Regions from separate parts of the Mustela erminea genome. Here region 2 is linked to region 1. The links are chromatin contacts, called in public Hi-C maps. All regions are on one chromosome and are shown on one strand. Each heading gives the region's core, a stretch centred on a gene start, on an enhancer-like site or on the middle of the called end of the contact. The rest is flanking DNA. Distances are from core to core; before and after follow the strand shown.

Evidence for each region. Hi-C and Micro-C count contacts between places; a contact is called where the count stands out from the background.
Region 2: a Hi-C map of skeletal muscle shows a contact between it and region 1, with 16 times the contacts expected there. The contact joins the promoter of FKBP14 here to the promoter of GGCT in region 1. A contact is called at or near these places in 2 of 3 Hi-C or Micro-C datasets (skeletal muscle and spleen).

What each region holds. Positions count from the first base shown.
Region 1 is chr11:45,623,647-45,627,946 of mMusErm1.Pri, reverse strand. It overlaps GGCT (gamma-glutamylcyclotransferase), which reads right to left and starts at 1,333. Exons shown (of 4, transcript XM_032304056.1): 1 at 1,042-1,333. The coding sequence starts at 1,182.
Region 2 is chr11:46,071,288-46,076,181 of mMusErm1.Pri, reverse strand. FKBP14 (peptidyl-prolyl cis-trans isomerase FKBP14) reads right to left here and starts at 3,366. Exons shown (of 5, transcript XM_032304355.1): 1 at 3,244-3,366; 2 at 2,377-2,928. The coding sequence starts at 2,630. It overlaps PLEKHA8 (pleckstrin homology domain-containing family A member 8), which reads left to right and starts at 4,479. Exons shown (of 14, transcript XM_032304354.1): 1 at 4,479-4,894.

The DNA of each region.
Region 1 (4,300 bases), core at 84-2,583:
TATTGGCTGCTGTGGTTGCTGTACTTCCCTTTATGACTGCCTGTTTTTTGTTTTATTTTTGAAGTAGGCTCCACATCCAAAGTGGGGCTTGAACTCACAACCCTGAGATGCTCCACCCACTGACTCAGCCAGGCACCTTTATGCCTCTGTTTATCAGTTCTGTGGTCATTCTGTGAGTCTTCTAACAGCCTTTCAACACATTCATTTCCTGCTTAAATCAGCCACTTTCTGTTGCTTGCAACTAAGAACCTGGTAAGGACAGCAGAGACCATGTCTGTCTAATTCAGCAATGTCAAAAGGTTTTCTACATCATTTGGGGGGGGGGGGGTGTCCTCCCTATAGACCTGGTCAGGTCCTCAAGGCAGCCCACTTAACTCTATCATTTCTGTACCTACAAGGGAAAAAACCTACCAAAGGAATGAATGGATTGTACCGAAGAGCAATTACTTTGAAGTTTTTATTTATTTAAGTAATCTCTATACCCAAGGTGTGGCTCGAACTCAGGGCCTGAGACCAAGGGTCACAAGGTCCTCCGACCGAGCCGGCCAGGCGCCCCTGAAGAGCAATGACTTTTACCAAGGCGGGTTATGGTTCATCCAGTGGTCTGACTTAACTGCGCTCGGCCCTTACTATGACTCCCGACACGGTGCCGGCTTTCAGGACCTCTCCCGTCAGGAGCGAGCAACAGGTGAACGGAGTTTCAGAACTCCAGCTGACAAGCCTTGCAGCGAAGGTGTGATAGGGAGGAGAGCGAGCAACGGACTCCCTTCTAAGTCGGTGGGCAAGAGTGGTGGCCAGGTCGGGGCAGAACGAGCCTCCCGGGGGAAAGTCCTCAGGGGGCTCAGGGCGGCCCGGGGGCGCACAGCTGCCGGGCGGGCTTGACCAGGAGGGCAGAAGCCAGACAGAGAAGACAGTCCCGACGTGCTGCTATCAGCAAGAGGCGCATTCCCCCGGCCCCGAGAAAGCGACTTCTCGAAATCCTGTCCCCACGTCCGCAGGGTGGACCCGCCGCTGCAGGGGCCGCGCGCGGGCAGCACTGACCTGCAGGCGGGCCACGCAGCAGAACGCGGCCGACGGGTTTCGGAGGTGGATCCGCTCCGTCAGCAGATTGCTACCGTAGGCGAAGTACAGAAAACTCTCCTCCTCCTGGCCTCGGAGGTCCTCACAGCCCGAGTTCGCCATGTTCCGCCCGACACCCGCGCGGCCCCGGGGTCGGCCGTACGACTCTGAGAAGACTGCGACGGTCCGAACTCCCGTGGCTGACTAGCGGCTGTCTCTGGAGTTAGCGGAAAGGCGGGAAGCGTGGGCCGGACGATTCGGCTGCGACCAGTCTTCTGATTGGCTGCTGGTCCCAAATGTTGAGTCTCCCCTTCTGATTGGCCAAGCCCGCCACCTCCTCTTCGCTCTCCAGTTAGGACTCGGAAATACTCCGTCGTGTGGCGACCGGGAGCCGATTCCTCATTGGCCATGCTCCTCTGTTATCCCGCCCCCATGCTCAAGGCTCCGTACGATTGGCGGGTGGGCGGGCTCTTACGCATAGGAGGCGGGTCAGGACCCGTGGGTTTGTTTTGGGGGCTGCGCCGCGTGGTCCTGACCAGGTTTCCTCATCTTCGGGTGGTGCATGTGTGGTTCCCAGGTGTTTCGTGCTCGTTAGGGAGCGCGCCCCCGCTCTGCCCTCCCGGTTTGAAGCAGTCGGTCGGTCACGACGGGCCAATTCCCTCCTCATGCTGGTTCTCTCACCCTCAGCCCTGATCACCTCGGTGACGACCCTGCGAAATGACTGGGACTCTCCGGATGGAAGTAGCGTGCCGGCTTCAAATCCGGACGCAGCCATTTACTGGCCACGTAAGCTCGGGCACCTCTCATCGCTTTCCTCCTTGTAAAATAGCGATTTTAACATAAATTATGATCACAGTCATATAACTTATGATCCCCTATCTCACGGGGTTGGTTTGAGTATTTAAAGAATAATTTGTTAATGTTATTCGGTACAAAAACTCCAATGTAAAATAAGATATGAAAATATAAAAACAAGAAATAAAACCTTATACGGTTAACTTTGAAATGAAAGTATTAATTTGAACTCAGGGGAGTGGTTATCCCTGGCACCTAGATTTTGATCTCCACATATCACTCTCCACTAAAAGGCCCCAGGGCTCCTTGGAGAAATGGTTTATGCCAGGTCAGAAGCTGGAGCACTTGGAACATCTTGTGGCAGTAAAGTCTGGAAGTATCCAAGAAAAACGAGGTCCTTTCAAAAGGACACGGGAGCCAGCTTGAAGAAATGCCCACTGGCCAAATTTAGAACAATTTGAGTACCAAAAATAATGACTGCAATTGACTGAAAATGTCAAACATAAAAGTCCCACCAAAAGAGTAAACCATATATAAAAAACAATTTTTAAAAGCCTCATTTGTTATGGTGACTGTTACAGCAACTCTTTACCCTGAAAAGTTGTAATTTAAGAAAATAAACATTTATTCTGCCCTCCTACTTACAGCTGCATTTCAAGGTAACCAAATAGCCCCAGTTGATGAGGAAATGGTTCTCTTTACAAAAGTATGCTAGCTAAATAATGTAAGATGAGTGGTAGAATTCAAATATCACCATCTTGTAGCCCCTAATTAAATAACTGATTCATGCCAGGATCATCATGGTGAAAGGGTGACAGGGAACAGAATACTCCCCAAGGGCCAAATTATCCCCCAGGGATTGCTAGCTGTAGTCAGAAGAAAAATATAATGACAGTGAAGGAATCTGGTCCCTCCCATCTTAAACTAGATCAATCTTATAATCACTAAAGTGGACCAATTGGACATTATGTGCCTCCTGATATGATACAAGAGGAAGCCCCAGTATTGTTTGTGAAGTATTGTTCCCCACCCTCTTTCACTTCTGTATCATCAAGCTCAGCAGGAACTACAAGGATAGAATAAAATGACACCAAGAGGAAACAATCAGAAAAATTCTGAACAAGTGGTGGGACATCATGAAGAACAAATGGCTGTCTCTTAAATTAAGTCAGTGTAGTTACAAAAAAAAACATAAAAAAACAAAACCCAACAAAACCCGAAAAGAAACAAACAAAAAAACTGGACAGTGCAGGCTGTTCCAGATTAAAAGATACCGAAGAGACATAGTAACTACATGCAATGGCTTGTCCTATGTTCTGGTTCAGTAAACCAGATATAAAAGATATTTGGGGCACAATTAAATCTGAATAGGAACTAGGGCACGAGATGATATTAAACAATTGCTTTTTTATTAGGTATGATAATAGCATTTGCTGATGTAGAAAAATGTCTCTATTTTTAGAGACATAATAATGTATTTTGGGGTAAAATGTTTGATTTTTTTTTTTCTTGAAGATTTTATTTATTTATTTGACAGATCACAAGTAGGCAGAGAGGCAGGTAGAGAGGGAGAGGGAGAAGCAGGTTCCCTGCTGAGCAGAGAGCCCAGTGCAGGGCTCCAATCCAGGACCCTGGGATCATGACCTGAGCCGAAGGCAGAGGCTTTAACCCACTAAGCCACCCAGGAGTCCCTGATAATTAATTTAGAAAAATTAAAATATGGAAAGTGTTCAATGCTCAATTGATTGATGTGTATATGGATATTCATTTTATTTTCTATCCTCTTCTATATATTTCAACATTTTTGAGTTAAAAAGTCAAAGAAATATGGTAATATGTGTAGAGCACTTGGCATACAGTGAGCACTCAATAAGCAATAACACTGTTGTTATGTAATAGGAAAATAGGATGTTACATACCTTCTCCCATCCCTCAAACATCAAGGTAGAACTTAAACTACGTACTTGGTTACTTCAGTGACCAAGCTGCTCTTGTTGGCAAGATAGTGTTCTATTGTATCATGAATTCTCAAGGCCTCTGCTTTTGAGCATTCCCACTTAAAATGTCCTTCTGCATTTTAAATTGCTTTTAGACATTGTAAATGTATTTATTTTTATTATTTTGACTTTTTTTCCTCTTCCTATGTTTCTCACTAATTGCCCAATTTTATGGTTACTTATTTTTCTTAACACCATTTCACAAAAATTTTCTGAAGCCCTGATGTTTCCTCAAACAACTGAAAATCTCTTTTTACGCCCATTAAGCATTTTATTTAGCTGTGTAGCTTGCTGCATACTGACCCCTGTTGGCTAAGGCAGTAGACAGCAAGGGTCTTTGTTCTTCCAAATTTAACCATAGCTTGGTTAATAGTTAACATTCACTGAGCACTTAATCAAATACCAGGCACCAATCTAAATTCATATATATTAACTCATTTAATCCTGAA
Region 2 (4,894 bases), core at 2,117-4,616, 450 kb before region 1:
AATTGTAAGGGGGCAGAAGAGGGAAAATGGGAGAGTTGGGGAAGGAAGATGAGAAGCCAAGGAGAATTTACTGCCAAGACACATGGGTTCATACCCACACGGACACTGGAGAGTCAGGAGCATAGCACCTTATAGCTTACCCACAAACTGTCCTGATGTACACCCTGGTGATGGCTCTGATAGATGGAAAAGGCTGTTCTTCAACCCTGAACCCCTAGACACTGGCTGCAGGCATCTTCTGTGGGGCTCTGCAGGGAAGCCTGGAGGAGTGGTCCCTCAAAGACTGAGGGAGAACGAAATAGTCAAAGTATCCTGGCTTATGAGCTGGAGAGAGGCCAGCCTAAGAAACCAGCTGGCAAGCTGCTAGGGGGCTTGTGGGCTGAGCAGGACCTGAGCCCCAAATAGCTCCCTTCAGTGTAATAAGGAAAGTGTTCTCAAAGATATTTTAGAGGTGAGAACAAGAAACGACGCTGCTAGGTTTCATGGGCACCAAGGTTAGTTACTAAATCCAGGTAAAGGCCATTACTTCCTCTTTTCCTTAATTTCCCCCTATTACTAAAGAAACAAACTGCCAACGGTAGAACACTTGGGAAGGCTAGAAAAGAATAAAGTAGGAAGAAAACAATCTGCCACCCAGCACTGACTACAGTTTGAACACATTTATTTTCACAGCTAAAGGATTTAAGCTATTACCACAAGGCTATCGTTCTAGAAATGGCAAATGTGCTTTACGGTGGACCATTTCATGGTCACAATGCTCGGGGTGAGCAGTTCCTGACCATTTACACTGAAGCCACATGACAACAGTCCCCTCATCGGATACTATAACTTTAATGGCAAACTGCTAAATAATGTCTTATGGCTACCATCAAAGTCCACATAAGTTCTGAGACCTGAAAGAAATCAGGCTGTGTCAACATCGAACTAAAAATAAACATGTAATAGAAAATTTAAAACACAAACCTTAATATTGTTTAACATTCACTGTGGTATTGGCTTTGTGGATGAGAAGACAGAGGTGTTGCGAATTCTATGGCAAGCCACTGTTTTGAAAGTTTTAGAAGGGCTAACAGAGTTCAAAGAAGGGTGCCATTCACTTCTCTAAAAACAGACCAGGACTGAATGCTCAATGATGGCAGGTCATCAAAAATCAGATCCAGGAAAGGCCACAAAGTTACACTTCTTTAGTTCATGCCATTCTCTACCTGGCATGTCCTCTCTGCCCCCATTCTCCACCAGAAGGAATCTTTCACCCATCTTTCAAGGCCCATCTCAATTATGGTCTCTGAAAAGTCTTTCTCTTTGTCCACCTCTCAGATCATAAATAAGGATCCATTATGCCTTGTGAACATCTGAACATTCTGTACTATATAGCATGAGTTACTGACTTGTCTTCCTCCCCTCTCTGTAGATGATGTTCTGCTGAAGGACAAGGATCCACTCTTAATCATCTTTGCATCCTCAAGGCCTGACTTGTGGGCACTCAACAAGGGTTTGTTAGATGGACAGATAAATGAATGGACAAGGATGGAGAAGCAAAAATTTTTTAATCTCCCTAGTATCAAGCATAAGACCTAACATAAAAGAAATGCTCAATAAACACTTTTGGAATGGAATGAAGAGAATCAATGCTTAATTAGAAATCAGTACACTTGTAAAACTTTTCCATGTTGCAATTTCTTTGTTTATAGAACAGAAATAATGATAGTGTAACCACCTGAAAATCCTTCACTGTAGGTATTGGATTAATCTTCCATAACCACACCCACACCCATCAATGAAGTCTTTGAATTTCTAGAAAGAAACAAATAATGAAACAAATCATGGTACTGTGCCTTGACCAAAATGTTATCTGTAAGTACAAAGATTAAATAGACCAATGGACTGGATTAGCATACCCTACAACAAGCAAATAAATGATTGTGTATACGTCTCATGAAGTCGCTGTGTAAAGTTTTAAGTAAATTTCACTTACACCAAATAAAAAATGGAATTGAGACCTTTTTCTCTCGGGAATGAAGTATGAAAAATAAGAATTCCTTTTTTTTTCTACGTACCGCCTAACTATACATCTAGATATTTCTGCAGTATTTCAAAGATTCTAGCGCGAATTTTTATAATAAAAAATTAACCCCTTATCCTTACCACGTTTCCAATAAGAACTTCACAGGCCCCGTTATATAAGATTGTGGTTAAACAATTTCCTTTCCCAAAGAAGGAAATAATATATCGCCTTTTTTTTTTTTTTTTTTTTTTTTTTTTTTTTTTTTTTGTAAGAGAGGTGAAAACTTGGTGCAGGCTACCTCTCCTGCCCGAGGTCTGGCATATAGGTGGGTGGGTTCTTCACTACTTCGCCTTCAGGGTACAATTACTTACGTGGAGTGAAATAAGGAGCCATCCTTTTCTAAGTAACCTTCATAGTGGACCAACATCAAATCCCCCCCTTTGGTCTTGCGATGGCAGATGAAAGGTTTCTGGAGCACCTCAATTTTCACTTCTGGTTCAGGGATCAGAGCCCCGCTCAAAGAAGTGACCAACAGCGTCAACACCGCGTTGCACAAGAAAAGCCTCATGTTGCTGGAGCTGGAAAGAAGTTCCCACAAAAACAGAGAAAGGACCCCCCACTTCATAGAGCTAGGAATATAGTTGAAGGCGTAAGGACAACGGCCTCTGGCACGTTCATTATTCCCCGATCCTAGCAGACGTGGCACATTCACTACAACTTTCCCACGCTCGGCGAACCCATCTCTAAAGAGTTAAACTCCAAACCCGGGTCTGACTGGCTCACATAGCTCGGCCGCCGGAGAAAGACGACTTCCCATTGGCTTACGGTGCTGTCCGCTGGAGACCCTCAAACCAATGATGCTGCAACAATTACAGCTGGGCGGAGCTGTCCGCGGGTCTGGCTGCGAACCGCGGGGAGTGGTCCTAGAGTTCGGAGGATTAAAGAATTTCACAATGTCGGACTTCTGGGGACCCGGAGACGCGCGGGGCTAACCGGAAACGCCTCCGCCCGATTTACATCTGTAAAATATGCGGGCTCAGCTTCCTGGGAAGAGTACTGGGCCGGGTGAAAGGTTAGCGGTTTCCGGAAACAATAGTTTACTCTCGCAGATGCTGAGAGGCCGCCCCCAGGATTCCACCCTCCTGCTAATGCGATTATTTAATTTACGGTATAGACGATAAAGACTTTAATAGTTCTGTAGGGTTCGCAGAGCGCGTTGCGTTCCCGTGCGTACACACCTCGCAGCACTGCGGGTAAAGCTGGTTCTTTAATCCCAGTTAAAGGATAAGTATATCTGGGCTGGGAGAGGTTAAGGTCCCGTTTAAAGTTGTTCAGCCTCAAAGCAGTTGAGCTCCGCCCTCAAACCCGATCCGTTGCGTTCTACAAAGCCGCGTAATGTTATGGCTGCTAATATTTATCACAAGGTGGTAACCGTAGTGTAGAGGGTCAATGATAGCTTCTAGCGTGGATAAGGAGGCGCAGACCTCCACTTTAAAAAAGAAACAGTCATCACGGTGATGAAATACATGGGCTTATTTTAGTTAAAATTACTTGTTTTACCTTTTTAGCCTAGTTTCAAAAGCAAAACATGTTCGTTATGGTCGATTTGGAAGAGACTGGAAAACACGAAAGTAGCTTTTCCGGTTAAAATACAGGAGTCGAATTAAATATGAATTTCAGAAAATAACGAATCCATTCTGTATTTTACATGCTAAATCTGGCAATCTTATGCTAAAGAAAAAGAGAGAAAAAAAGATCGTCTGTAGCGCCACCATCTACAAATAATCACCTTAACATTTTTGGTGCATGCTTCCCTGACATAAACCTAAAATAATTTGGACCAGATTGTACACTTTGTTTCGTACTCTGCTCTTTCCACTTAATCTGTTGTTAACGTTTTCCCTGGACAAATATCCTTAGCACAGTAATTTCTCACACTTTAATATGCTTAGGAATCCCCCCGAGAATCTTGTTTAAAATGCAGATGTCGACTCAGGAGTCCTGGGCTGGGGGTGAGATCCTGCGGTTTTGACAAACTCGTAGGTGCAGCCAATGCCGCTGTCCGTGGATCACACTTCCAGCAGCGAGGCCTTAGGGTTTAGACAACATGTTTACTAGCCTCACAGTATCCTATTGTGAAATTCCCAGCAACTCTGTAGGCTCTATTGCTGGCTAGGTCGATTTTGTGGGATTAATTACCTTTGAGATAAGAATTGGACCCTGGGAAGTAGGACGCAGGAGGCACCCCAAGGGGTCACATTGACCCCCAAACACAGAGTGGTGGGTTCTTCCCAATCTATGGTACCGTTAACATGATTGTATGCCACACTGATCCTTCGGATCCTCAGACCCTTCGCTTACTCGCAATCCCGCCTCCCAGGACTCAATTTCCCTGCCTGCCCCTCCCGCTACGTCAGCCCTGCCGCCGCCGCCGCCGCCGCCGCGGTTGCTGCCAAACTCCGGAGTGGATTTTGGGAACGTGCGCGCGGACGGCGCCCTGGGCATGCGCAAGCGGGCCCCGGGCCCCGCGGGTCGGGGACTCAGGTAGCTTGCGGTTGCACCGCCTGCGACCCGCTGCCTAGCTAGCGTCAACTTGGAGGCTGCAGCCACCACTCGGGCCCACAGGGTGCCTTGGCCTCCTCGTGGTCAGTGCGCCGGCTCCACCGCGCGGGCCCCCTGGCCAGCCTCTTCCTCCCGTGCCGAGGCAGCCGCAGTGACCCCGCCCCCGGGCCGAGGATGTGAGAGACTGGCCAGGCGTCCCCGCACCGGGCCCGGGCGCCGGGAGTCGGCGGCTCGGCAGCGCTGGGCTATGGCCCTGCTGCCGGTGCTCCTCGCCTCCTGGGGCTTGGGGCAGTGAGGTGCCGGCGGGCGAGGGGAAACGGCCCTGGC